Linked DNA regions of Sus scrofa: region 2 is linked to region 1. The links are chromatin contacts, called in public Hi-C maps. All regions are on one chromosome and are shown on one strand. The core of a region is the stretch at or near the end of the contact, and the rest is flanking DNA. Distances in the headings are between cores, read along the strand shown. Region 1 has its middle 210 kb from the start of ANTXR2. Region 2 overlaps LOC102167132 (a long non-coding RNA gene).

Region 1 (6,821 bases), core at 803-3,302:
TGCCAGCTTCTGTATATCGAATGGGTAGACTTGCCTTTTTTCCCTGAAGGCTCGTGTGTCCCTAATGGGGAACACACACTGTGACACATGCCGTGGATCAGAGGATACTTAAGAGCACAGATTTGTTTGCCTCTGGCTGGTTCTTTATTACTGATTTTCTCTTAGTTTCTTTTTTTGTTTGTTTTCTCTCTTTTTAAAAACAATTAAAATATATGCTCCTGGGAGTTCCCATCATGGCTCAGTGGTACTGAACCCGACTAGTATCCATGAGGACATGGGTTCAATCCTGGCCTCACTCAGTGGGTTAAGGATCTGGAGTTACTGTGAGCTTCAGAGTAGGTTGCAGATGAGGCTTGGATCCCGTATTGCTGTGGCTGTGGTGTAGGCTGGCAGCTACAGCTCCAATTCAACCCCTAGTCTGGGAACTTCCATATGTTGTAAGTGTGGCTCTCAAAAAAAAAAAAAAAAAAAAAGACAAAAAAATTAAACACACAAATATATGCTATTAAACAAGGAACTTTATTTTATTTTAGGGCCACACCTGTGGCACATGGAAGTTCCCAGACTTTCATGGGGTCAAATCAGAGCTACGCTGCTGGCCACAGCTGCCAAAGTCACAGCAAATCGGATCCAAGCTGCATCTTCAACCTACACCACAGGTCATGACAAGGTAGGATCCTTGACCTACTGAGTACTAAGCAAGGCCAGGGATTGAACCCTCGTCCTCATGGAACTAGTCGGATTCGTTTCCACTGTGCCACGATGGGGAACTCCACCCAGGATCTTTACATCCTGGATCGGTCACAGAATCCTATTAGCCTGAGTAGCAATCTCGCTGGGAGACTTTACCGTAGCTGCCTTACCCACAAGGAAAGTGACACGACCAAGCTCCCACAGCTGAAGGTGGCAGAGCTGCTAACAAGACACGCTTTTTTCCCTGACTCCCGTTTCTATATTTTTTCCTCTGGTTTAAGACATTGAGCCAGGTCAATTTTGTTTTGTAGGATAACGGGTCATTTCTGGCTAATGCAGGATACTCAAAATCAGTCAGGTTATCACATTTCATTTCTTTTTTTAAGGGCCGCACCCTCAGCATATGGAGGTTCCCAGGTTAGGGGTTAAATCGGAGCTGCCACTGCTGGCCTACACCACAGCCACAGCCAGATCAGATCAGAACCACATCTGTGACTTATGATGCAGTAACGCCGGATCCTTAACCCACTGCAGGGGATGGAGCTCTCGCTTTCACAGGGATCCAGGCCACTGCGGGTGGATTCTTAGTCCACCGTGCCACAGCGGGGACGCCAAGAAGTTTTTTTTTTTTTATACCCGCCTTCAGGGGTGGTGAAATTATATAATGACATAACTGCAAGGCAGACAGGGTGATGATGGCTGAGGGACAGGGGGAACTAAATATTACAAATATATCTTTTCCCGTGTCAAAGGTGGCTTGTTAGCTTTGTTTTTTGATGTACTAGATTATCTCTAGAAAACCTTTCCAAAATTTAAACCCAGTTAACAGACAGACTCCTGAGATTTACATGCCAGTGAAAGTCTGTAGATTTGAGGAGACAGAATTAGAAGGAAGGGGCAGCGCCCGGTCCCTCCGGAGACCAGCCGTAGGCGAGACACTCTGACATCCGGAGAGGGCAGGGTTCGGGGGTTCAAAATCCAAACGAAAAAGACAATAGGGATTGACGATGCCAAAGGGAGGAGGCTTCGGCAGAAGCATCTGGCTCGCTTCAGAGTTGTGCTGAGGGCCTGTCCCGAAGACAGTACAATCATCTGGTGCAGTACTTTATGATGAGACACTGAACCATGGTCACAAGAAAGGGGAAAAATGTCAAAGGCCCCTCCCAGTGTGGCATAAATGACGGGAAAGCAGATCTGGGACAGAACACGTCGAGCGCTGTTTGCGTCCCCACCTCTAACCCTGCTGCCCAGAGCCGGCGGAGGCACAGCTCTGTTTTTGCGGCAGAGTCTCTGTAACCTTTCCTGCAGGCTTTCCCCTCAGCTGGATCCCAAGCGCCCTCCCAGTTCACAGCCTTGCATCATCTCCTCGGAACCCAGCCAGGAGGAGAGGGAACAGCTGGGAAGGGCTGACTGCAAAAAGCCCCAAGGATTCTACAGAGGCCCAGAAAGCCCCTTCGCTGAGTAAACTCCAGGAGCCTGAGGGCACTTGCATCAAACACAGTGGCAGCGTGAGGAGAGAGACGCCAAATGCAAGTGGGTTGGCGTGACCACTCTGCAGGGCAAAAGGCACGTGTCACGAGGCTCAAAGTTGTGTCTGTTCCTTGGTGTTTGGTGGCAGGACCACAGACGTGCTCACTGAAGCCGACGAACAGATGTTCTCGATTCAGCCAAAGGCCACGAGGCCCCACAGCAAATGCGGGGAGTCCCACTGTATTTTGATAATTGAAATACATATTTTAAAGACCCTTTCAATTGCTCGGTGTCACTGCACACATTATGAGTCATTTAAAAATGAATCTCTTTCTAAAATGACTCCTTTTACAAATTTTTCTATTACAGTTGATTTAGAATATTCTGTCCAGTTCTGCTGTACAGCAAAGTGACCCAGTCATGCAGCCACACATTCTTTTTCTCGTGTTATCTTCCATCGTGTTCCAAGTGATTGGATAGAGTTCCCCGTGCTGTGCTGCTGTGCGGCAGGACCTCACTGCTTATCCATTCTACATGTGATAGTTCACATCTCCCAACCCCAGACTCCCCGTCCTCCACTTTACTCAAAGTTGGGGATCAGCAGAGGTGACTATTATGTGCAGGAGGGTAAACAAGGCCTTTGCTGTACAGCACAGGGAGCTGTGGTCAATGTCCTGAGATAGCTCATGATGGAAGAGCATATGAACAAGAATGTATGAATATATACGTGTAACTGAATAGGGGGAATTAACAGAACGTTGTGCATCAGTGAGGCGTCGGTATAGTGGAAAAAAACTAAATTAAAATGACTCTAGTAGATTGTCAGCAGATCCATAACCTGAAATGAATTTATTTTAAGAGCGCATCCGTTGTTATCATTTAATCTGATCTCATTCCTCTCAATTGAAAGCCACCATTGCTGAATCGTGGCTTGGAGAGCTATGAAACTGTGTCCCCCTTCGATTCTGGTTATTTGAATAAACTTCATTGCTGTTACATGATTTACAAGCTGGGTCTTGCAGTGGAACTTTTTAGTTCCTCTGAGGCTGTGTAATTATAGCTACAAAATGGAGAGATCATCAGAATCTGCCTGATACAGTTGTTTGAGAATTAAATGGAATAATATATGCCTTGCGTAGCAAAATGCTGGCACATAGAAAGTGCTTAGGAAGGGTGAGCAATAATAATCTTTATCATCTCACCATCGTTACTCATTTAAATTCAGGTTAGTCAGAGAACACAGTAATTTTAAAATGATAAATTTTATGTTTGAATATAGCTTGTAACTTCCGATTATTAATATAATTATCACTACTCTCTAATTTGAAACTGTACAAAGACTTCAGTACCCTCCAAATTCGCTTGGCAAGGGAGTCATGTATACCAAGGGAGAGGTTTTTTTTTGGTAATTGTTGCAAATTTGAAAAACGCCTGGGTTTAATTTTCAGGCATGCTAACGTTTGATTTGTGACAAACCTAAAAATCCCAGTGACGAAGGTTTGTTGACAATCACATGCACATGAAACATCCTGTCCAGTCCTTCGTGTGGCAGCGGAGACTCTGATGTTCTCGAATCTGTGTATTCCGACACACATGGGAACGTTTGTGCACCAGCGTGGGATGAAAACGTGTGCCCCTCAGGGCGAGCCGGGAGCGCGTTTGTGAGCCTCCGGCCCATCTTGTGTGCCGTGCTGGAGGCAGCAGGTTCTTCAGCTTGGTTGGGAAATGTTCAGAGATGAGCGGAGGTGTTTTGAAATCAGAGAGGACTCGCGTCAGCGCTTCTCTGCGCAGCGCGGAGGCCTCCCTCTGTTCAAAGGCCAGCCGAGCACTGTCCTCGGAGCTTCCCGTCTGCCTCCCGAGGACGCAAATGTGAAATCCTTCCGGACCTGGAGACTTCGTAGGCTGGGTGTTTTAGACCTAGCCGAGAATAGTTTCCAGGCTGAGAATCCGATGTGACGGGAACGAAGCAGTTTTCTAAAAGCTTCAGATATAATGTCACTTGGGTAAGTCCTGACAGCATAACGGTTCCCAGGTGACTGTGTAGAATATAACACCTCAGAGTGGTTCACACTTGCGCGTTTGGGAAGCTCTTCCGTTCTGGCTTACCACGGCCTCAGCTTCCCTGGTGGTAATTTGTCTTAGACATGCTCGGAAGTCAGACTCTAAGACAAAGCTTTCTCCCTCGGTGGTCGATTCCTGGGTCGTTGTACAACCAGAGGCAGGTGATGCTGGAGGAGCAAGAAGAGGCGGTGGAGGGATGAGCAGGAGGGAGGGAAAGCCAGCACGGGCACTGAGGTGGCTACGCTCGGTTCTGTGGCTCCTTCCGAGACCCTTGTGGGACGCGTTGCAGAACGGACCGGCTGGACAACAAGAGCGGACATCTATTCTGTAGCTTCTGCCTCCCCTTGGTCAAGGGAAGGTTCACTGAGCCTCTCTTGCACCATTTTTTGGCTGCACCTGCAGCATGTGGCATGCACAGGTTTCTGACCGGGTTCCAACCCGAGCCACGGCAGTGACAGTGGCGGATCCTTAACCTGCCGCTCCGTGAGAGAACGCCTGCCTCTTGCATCTTTTTAAAAAACTTCCTTAAAAAAAGTTTTACTGAAAGTCTTACTGAAGTGGAGCTGATTTACAATGTCGTGACAATTTCTGCTGTACAACAAAGTGATTCAGGTAGACGCATACACACATCCATTCTTTTCCAGATTTTTCCCCACATAGATTATCAGAGTATTGGTAGAGCTCCCCGTGCGACACAGCAGGTCCCCGTTGACAGTCCCTTGCACTTTTGAATGATGCATAATTACTCACAGACTCATAAGTGCCTCAAACCCCCGACCAAACATAAAGCAAAAAAAACAAACCCGAACAGGCAGGAACTGAGAGATTTGCAACACAGGCCTGAGTCAAGTGCTGCCAGGTTGCACCTGCGAGAAGCGGCCTGAAACCTTCAAAGATCTGGTCTCCACGGCGGTTCTGGAGGAGGCTGTGGAGAGGCTTCGAGGTACCGTGCGTGGCTTTCACCCCTCGGTTCTTTCACTCCCTTTCCAGTGTCGCTGGTAGTGGCCAAACTCTCAAGGGCGAAACAAGGAGGATTCGTGGCATGACCTGTAACGAGGCCTAAAGCCGTAATCGGTGTCATCGCTCCTCCACGGTCCGTTCTGAATTCCCCTTGTATGTGGCAAGACGGCCTGGTTGTGTGGTTGGGGGAGCGAAGTTTCAGAATAAACACCACGTTTTGGAGGACTGTGCCTACGGCATCCTCCCGGGAGGCCACACCTCGGCGGGGCTTCCGCGAAGCCTTTCTTCTCTTCTAGTCTACCGTCAGCGACTCCACTCAGGCTGCTGAGTGAAGCGGTGTTCATTCTGTGAATATGTACCCATTCTTATATCGCTTTTGCTGTTAAATCAGTCTATTCTTTTCAAGATGAGGCAGATAGAAGAGGAAAGATATATGGTAAATTACAGGTACAGCTTTCTGTTCAATGTAAATAATGATTTTGTAGTGGATGCAACCCACAAGGGTAAAAAAAAAAGATTCTTTTTGTAAATCATTCAGTAAATCCAAACTGCTATGCAAATGCTACGATAGTTAATGAGGGTCATAGGGTAGGGATCTTTTGAGCCATCCAGACTAGTGAGAAGCTGTTCTTTGATGACAGAAATAGCCGGGCTGGTGGCCCAGTGTGTGGGCATCAAACGAGAATTGGAAATTCCCTGACTTTTGCTAACTTCTCCTCTCCTTCCTTCTCTGGAACAGCTGCCTTAGCTTCAAGACCTCAAGTACTGTGGGCAAATTTAGAAAAAAGAAAAGACAGTTCAAAATTCTGAATATGCACATATTGTAAGAATGATCTATAGTTACGAGTTTAAGAATCAAATCTTTTATTGCCTTCTCACCAGCTGCAACGTGTTTTGTACCAGAAAAAAATCTGCACTAAGGCAGTATGGTACATTTTTCAACTTTGAATAAAGACTAGTTACATTTCAAGAGAGGGTGAGAGCGAGAGAGAAAGGCAGGTGGGAGCGGCCTGCAGAATGTGCTCAGCCCCAGGGCAGGCCGGGCACAGCCAGCCGAGGAGGTCGAGGAAGGGGGCCTGTGCTGCTGCTGAAGCTCAGACAGTGAGCGCTGGAGCCACCCACCCAGGAGCCAGAGCAACAGGTGGGCTGCCAGAGCCTCAAAGTAGCTGGAATAAAATAACCCCGTGTGTTTAAGGACCCTCACTTCGGGAGGCGGCACGCAAACATGACAGCTTCCTCTTGCCGGCCTGATCCTCGCGTGCTCTGTTGTAAGGGTGTGTTGGATTTTGAGCACTTTTCAGTGGTGAAAGGCGTCCCCACAGATGACACTCTGGACACTCAGTTTACGACAGGGTGTGTCCACCCCCTGGCCCGATGAGAGGATCAGATCTGAATGTTTCAGTGACATCACTGAGAGGGACAATGAGGAAAACGTGCCGTTGGAACTAGAAGCGCAAACATGTCGCCCAGACCCAAGAGAGGCTCCTTCCACAGACCTCTCGGAAGAAGGTGCTGCCTTAACAGCGGCCGCCGCAAGAAGGAAGGCCCTGCTCCCACAAGGCGGTGCCCGCTCAGCCCGCAGGACCAGAGCTCAGCGCCCAGGAGTGCGTGCTCGGTGTTCCATCCTGCCTGCGCTG
Region 2 (6,557 bases), core at 2,336-4,835, 700 kb after region 1:
GTTCCCAGGCTAGGGGTCGAATCGGAGCTGTAGCCACCGGCCTACACCAGAGCCACAGCAACGTGGGATCCGAGCTGTGTCTGCAACCTACACCACAGCTCACGGCAACGCCGGATCGTTAACCCACTGAGCAAGGGCAGGGACCGAACCCGCAACCTCATGGTTCCTAGTCGGATTCGTTAACCACTGCGCCACGACGGGAACTCCTCCTTCTATTTTTAATGCACAACAAAGGTTGCATCAGCAATGCACCAAGCCAAACTTGATGTGGGATATCCTGATGGCAAGAGGACGGGGTTTATACAGCAGCCAATCTTCTTTTGGTCTCTGTGTATTTGCACAGGGAAGGAGGATCATAAAGAAAATAAAGCTGAGGAATACAGGAGTTCCTGTTGTGGCTCAGTGTGTTAAAAACCCAACATAGGAGTTCCCGTCGTGGTGCAGTGGTTAACGAATCTGACTAGGAACCATGAGGTTGCGGGTTCGGTCCCTGCCCTTGCTCAGTGGGTTAACGATCCGGCGTTGCCGTGAGCTGTGGTGTAGGTCGCAGACACGGCTTGGATCCCACGTTGCTGTGGCTCTGGTGTAGGCCGGTGGCTACAGCTCTTATTCAGCCCCTAGCCTGGGAACCTCCATATGCCGCGGGAGCAGCCCAAGAAATAGCAACAACAACAACAACAACAACAACAAAAGACAAAAAGACAAAAGACAAAAAAAAAAAAAAAAACAAACAAACAAACCCAACATAGTGTCTGTGAGGATGCGGGATCAATCCCTGGCCTCGCTCAGTGGGTTAAGGACCCAGTGTGGCTGTGGCTGTGATTTAGGTCACAACTACAGGTCCGATTTGACCCCTAGCCGGGGAGCTTCCTTATGCCACCTGTGTGGCTGTGAAAAGAAGAAGAAGGAGAAAAGCTGAGGAAGACAATCCCCCTTCCCCCCGCAACAGGCGGACAGGTGGTGCTGAGCAGAACGGGCAGTGCGCTGGTGCTCGCCCCCAGCCTGCCACCTCCAGCACCCAGGACAAGCACGTCTGCAGACACACGGGCACAAGTTACAGAGGGAAGGTACGTGTGGTGAGCGGTTTTCGCGTCCCCGCTATGTACTGTAGGGACTGTTTTACACGGAAGGTGGGAATGAATATTAAAAAAGGCAGGGACGTTGGAAAGAATCTGCCATGGCAGCGGGGATAGGAAGCCAGAGTCAGGGGCACCACGGCTTGGCAGGGACCCTCCATCCCACCGCTGTTCCCTGAGACGGTTGGGAGTGAGAAGACTAGTGTTAGTGGGGTCAACCGTTCAGGTGACCAGGAGCCACACAAACCCTCTTAGGGCTCTTCTCCCTCCTTCTGCATCCCTGATGACGCCTGGTACTGCTCTAACCACAAGACCGTTTCAGCAAAGGGAGAAGAAATACAAATAACTCTCAACAGAGAGGTTGTGGAGGTCATGGTAGGATTCTGACAATATTTAAGACAAATGAATCCGGGGAGCAGAGTTACCTAAAAATTTCTCGGTCGTATTCACCATGTATTCTGTGGTAATCCATCGATCTGGTGGACTGTTGAAAAATACGGCAAGTTGAATCAGTGTTTAACATACCCAAACAAAGCACGCCCATCAATTACCAGAGTTTAGTCGTTTGATCACCCAGAAGTGTCCTTAGTAGCTGAAGTTTTTACTAAATGGTGACTACTCACAAAGAGAAATGGAATCACACAATTTATCCATTTGTCTCTCTATCTAGCCAGCCAGCCAACAACCCTCATTAACCACCTATTAGAGGCCAGGCATTGTGACTCACAATTAGGAGCATCAAGAGGAGACTCTATGAATCCTGTCAGCAAGGAATTCATAATATTGTACAGTGGTCTCAAATATTTTTAATCATATACCACCACCAGGAAAAAAACTTGAGCATATATATATATATATACACACACACACACATACATACACACACACTCAATACCAAAAATGCATATTTCCTTATTTATAAACAGGTAACACCATACTACTAAAGTGTGTGTGTATATAATATACTGCTACTATATTCGCATAGTGTATATCTATATGTAGATGGAGAGAGAAATTAGGTACATACAAATATTGAAGTTAAGAGGCATGACATGAAAAATAAGTAGTACTAAACAGAGTAAGAGAGTTCAAAGGACAGAACGAGACCCTTCAATCAATAACTTCAGGGACAGTATCAAAGAAGACAGGTCGCTGCTCTTCTGCAGGGGGCGTCCTCATGTGAGCTCGCTTAGCACATCCGTGGCCTCAATGCGGCTCCAGCCGCTCGGGCCCCACCCACTGCTCACGCCGTCACTGATGGAACTGCCCTGTTCCTCCTTATGACTGCAGCACACAAGATCCCCAGGTGTCAAAGAGCAGTGTCAGCTAGTGTGACACAAACGATTTAGAATGCCAGTGTAGGAGACAGAGAAAAATAGTTTTGCTTCAGAAAATCCAAAAGCACCATAGCTTTAATTTTGTGTGGAAATTTAAGAGACTTCAGGATACTGACCGAAGCTTAAGTAGGGGGAAAAAAAAAACCATTATTACCCACAAGTTCTTTTTCCACATGACAAGGAAAAGCCAAATTCGCCACATTATTGGCAACCATCCTTATATCACTAAAAAGAATGATCTTATCATTGACAGATGCTAAGACTCAGTGGTTTGAATCACACCATGTGTCACAAATTAAAAGGGCTGAAATCACAACAGTGCTAATATGGAAAAGAACAGGAGAAAAACAATTGCTAGGAGCTGCAGGACCAACACTTAAACGTAACCACACATACTAGCTCCAAAAAGCTGTGCATAACATACTAGTCTAGGTATGCATTGAGCAAGTCCTGGTCCGCTCTGCATAAAGCTTTCAATGGAAAAAATCCATAATATGCTTTTTATTACCAGTAAAATATATATATGTAAATTTATACATAGGAAAAAATATAAGAATATATACTGAGCTGTTGACATTACTTGTATATGGAAGGGAGTTAGAAAAATGGAAACTTTTACCTTCTTCAAGTTTGAATTTTATAAGGATAATCTACTTTTTTTTTCACGGCTGCATCCCCAGTGTATGGAAGCTCCCAGGCCAGGGATGGAATCAAGCTGCAGCTGCAGCAACGCTGGATCCTTTAACTCACTGTGCAGGGGCCAGGGATCAAACCTGTACCTCCACAGCAAACTGAGCTGCTGTAGTCAGACTCTTAACCCAGTGTGCCACAGCAGGAACTCCCAATTTACTATTCTTATATCTGGAAAAAGATGTATAACTACTTCTAACAAACAAAAAAATCTTTTGAAAGAAATCACATTATGGCGTGGTTAAAAAAATACCAATTTAAAAGTCAGCAGACCTGGGTTCAAAAGATCAATGCTGCCACTCACCAGCCATGAAATGAGTAGTCATTAATACTGGTGCTAGTGCTGGGGCTGGTAGTGGTTGCTGCTGCAGCAAGAAAATTCAGTCAGTTGACTCCAGAAGACCCCTTAAAGGTGTCACCTCTTCTGCGACTCGGCTTCTCTCACATATACCGTGTTCCAGCACTGCCCCCTACCCGCGACAGGTAGCACTACAACCTGGTCAACAAAAGGTTTTTTTCCCCCACCGATGACAGAGGAGGCACATACTAAAAACACCACGTAATGACGTGAGTCTTTACTGAGGCCCCTCGATTTCCCCCCGGCCCGCCGCTAGAGGATGGGCACGCGAAACTGCCTGGTGGGAGATGACACATGGATCGAACGGTCGTCTCTGGCAAATGAGATCCATGACCCCTCACAGGGAGGCTCCCCGGCCAGGGACCCGGGAGAGGGCCCAGTCTCTCTGCCCTGCTGCTGAGTGGCTGCTCCAGACCTGAGCAGTCCCGGGCTCTAGTCCCGCCTCCCCTCTCCACAGCGCCGCGCCCAGGACAAACCCTTTAACTCATTCCAGCTGCCTGTGTAAACGTGAGGCTACCTTTTCTGGCTGTACTTCGTGAGCTCAGGCAGAGTGATTCTTGGGTAGCTTCTTGAATTTAATTTCAGCAAACACGTAGCAAGCACTATTATGTACCAGATACTATGTCAAGAGCTGGACGTGAGTGAGATGTGGCCCTTCCCCTTAAGGTGCCACATAACAGCATCTCAAATCGGGACACAGAAGTAAAACAAGACCATTGTCATTTATAGGTTGATTTGTTCATGTTAAAAGGAAGCATTCATGGGCCTTATGCTCAAGGAGCTTATTAATATTTGCTATACACTGATTTACAGAAATTGAAGTGGGAGGTGGGACTTTTGAAAAATCCTTTTGTGAGTCTGCACACACTTAGTAAGCATTTCCTATGTCTTAGTCCCTAGGCCTGATGCCAGAGAACAAGAAAGATGAAAACTACGTCTCAGAAGCTGAAAGGAAACAAACAAACTAGAGAGCGAGGCAGTAAGTACCCTGCTCAGGGCGATCATCCATCTGTTCCCGAGTATTTGGTTTTCCTATCCTCACCCGCAGCACATGGAGGTTCCCAGACTAGGGGTCGAATCAGAGCTGTTGCTGCCAGCCTGCAGCACAGCCACAGCAACTCGGGATCCGAGCTGTGTCTGCGACCTACAGCACAGCTCACGGCAACGTCGGATCCTTAACCCACTGAGTGAGGCCAGGGACCAAACCGGCGTCCTCATGGATACTGGTTGGGTTTGTTTCCACTGAGCCACAGCAGGAACTCCTCTTCCTAGAGGATCTGAGGAGTCCTTCCCTGAGGAATGACACAGGATCAGATCTTAATGGGTCATTTCTTGCTAGGTAAAGAAAAGAAGAGAGAGGGGAGGGGGGGAAGGAGTTCCCAGCGTGACTCAGCGGGTCAAGGACCTAATGTTGTCTCTGTGAGGATGAGGGTTCGATCCCTGGTCTGGCTCAATGGGTTGAAGATCTGGCATTGCAGCGGGCTGTGGTGTTGGTCGCAGATGCGGCTCAGATCCAGTGTTGATGCAGCTGTGGCGTAGGCCTGCAGCTGCGGCTCCAATTCAACTGCTGGCCCAGGAACTTCCAAATGTCACAGATGTGGCCATAAAAAGAAAAAAAATGAGAGAAGAAGAAGAGGGGGGTTAGCCAGGACCACCACCAGACAGACGGGGAGAAAGGAGAAAGAGAAGCAGAGGGTCCCGACTGTACCAGGCTTAATCCAGCATAAACATGCTGGAATTCAGAGGCCCCTGAAAACTGCAGTGGCAACTTTATGAAAATGCACTGACTGCTGGGAGAGTCTCAGATCATCTATCATGAATAAAGGCTCTGCAGACAAACTTAATTGAGAATAAGGAATGTGGGCACGCCCTGAAGACCCCCCCCCGCCCCCGTGAGCAGGGATTGCAGGGGACGGCGAGGACCAAATCAAACTTGTCATCTGTGCTCAGGGACTGCTGGCTCCTGAGAGCCCTGCTGTTTGGAGGTTCTCAAATTTTAGTGAGGGAAAGAATCAATGTTGTTTCTTGTAATGTTTTTTTTAAGCCGCATCCTCAGCATATGGAGGTTCCCAGGCTAAGGGGTCAAATCAGAGCTGCAGCCGCTGCCCTACGCCACAGCCAAGCCGTGTCTACGACCTATACCACAGCCCACGGCAACAGCAGATCCTTAACCCACTGAGCAGGAGCCACAACCTCATGGATGCTAGTCGGATTCCTTATCGCTGAGCCATGATGGTAACTCCTCTTTCTTAGAAATTCTCCAGAGAATCTGGTTCTATAGTTCAGAAGAAAGCCATGACTAAGATTTTGCTCTTCTTTCCCCCTTAATTCAGACGTGGATAATTAAGAGACCACTCTCAAGGAAGGCCTGCTTTGGAGCTGTACCCAAGGGTCAGATGAAAGAGGTAAAGCTTCACAGCTCTGAGATACAAAACCCGAAACGTCTCAGAAGTGTGCCAGCTAATCGGAAGCTGCCCCCAATATGACACACTGACTCACCAGAGCCACAGACAGAGCTGCAGGGATAAAAAGATTTTGTGCATTTGCCCAGAACCATCAGGAAAGCCAGGAAAGCCTACAAGAGTGTTTTCGTAACTATCAAGAGAGAGCCATTAAAAACTTGCTCCTTCTGGTTATGTGGCTAATTCTGCTTTAGGCGTCCACCCTGTCCTGCATGTTTCTGAAGGGCTGTTCGGGCAGCACCGGCCATGGCCACAGACGGAAGGAGAAGCGGAGGCCCAGGTGGAGGCACCTGAGGCTGAAGAGCTCCACCCCCACCCAGGAACCAGACTGACTTGACCAGTCACCCCCCACCCCCAGCTCAGCCACACCAGCCCCTGTGAGGAGAGGGAAGAGAAGTCAAAAATGAGGTAGAGAGGGTGCTTCAAAATGAGGCAGAAGGGGCGGGGAGAAGCTTCATCCATCTAGGGGGCTAAAGCTTGCCTTTCAAGAGAAATTCCGTTTCAGTTTTCCTGAGGAAGATAGGACAACAAATTATCTTCTTTTAGGTTCAAGATAAGCTAAAACCGCAAAAGCCATTCAAAAAATATGTGAACATAATCACCAGGGTTTCTATTTTTTTTTTAATTAACTTTC

Evidence for each region. Hi-C and Micro-C count contacts between places; a contact is called where the count stands out from the background.
Region 2: a contact with region 1 is called in a Hi-C map of heart right ventricle, with 3 times the contacts expected there. The contact joins two enhancer-like sites.

What each region holds. Positions count from the first base shown.
Region 1 is chr8:137,933,864-137,940,684 of Sscrofa11.1, forward strand. No RefSeq gene overlaps it. Among named protein-coding and RNA genes, the nearest start is that of ANTXR2, 210 kb to the left of the region's middle. Within about 2 kb of position 2,053, at least 11 of the 83 cell types and tissues checked have an H3K27ac peak or open chromatin away from gene starts, as enhancers often do.
Region 2 is chr8:138,627,661-138,634,217 of Sscrofa11.1, forward strand. The region is part of intron 2 of LOC102167132 (a long non-coding RNA gene); the gene reads right to left. Among named protein-coding and RNA genes, the nearest start is that of PAQR3, 16 kb to the right of the region's middle. Within about 2 kb of position 3,586, at least 17 of the 83 cell types and tissues checked have an H3K27ac peak or open chromatin away from gene starts, as enhancers often do.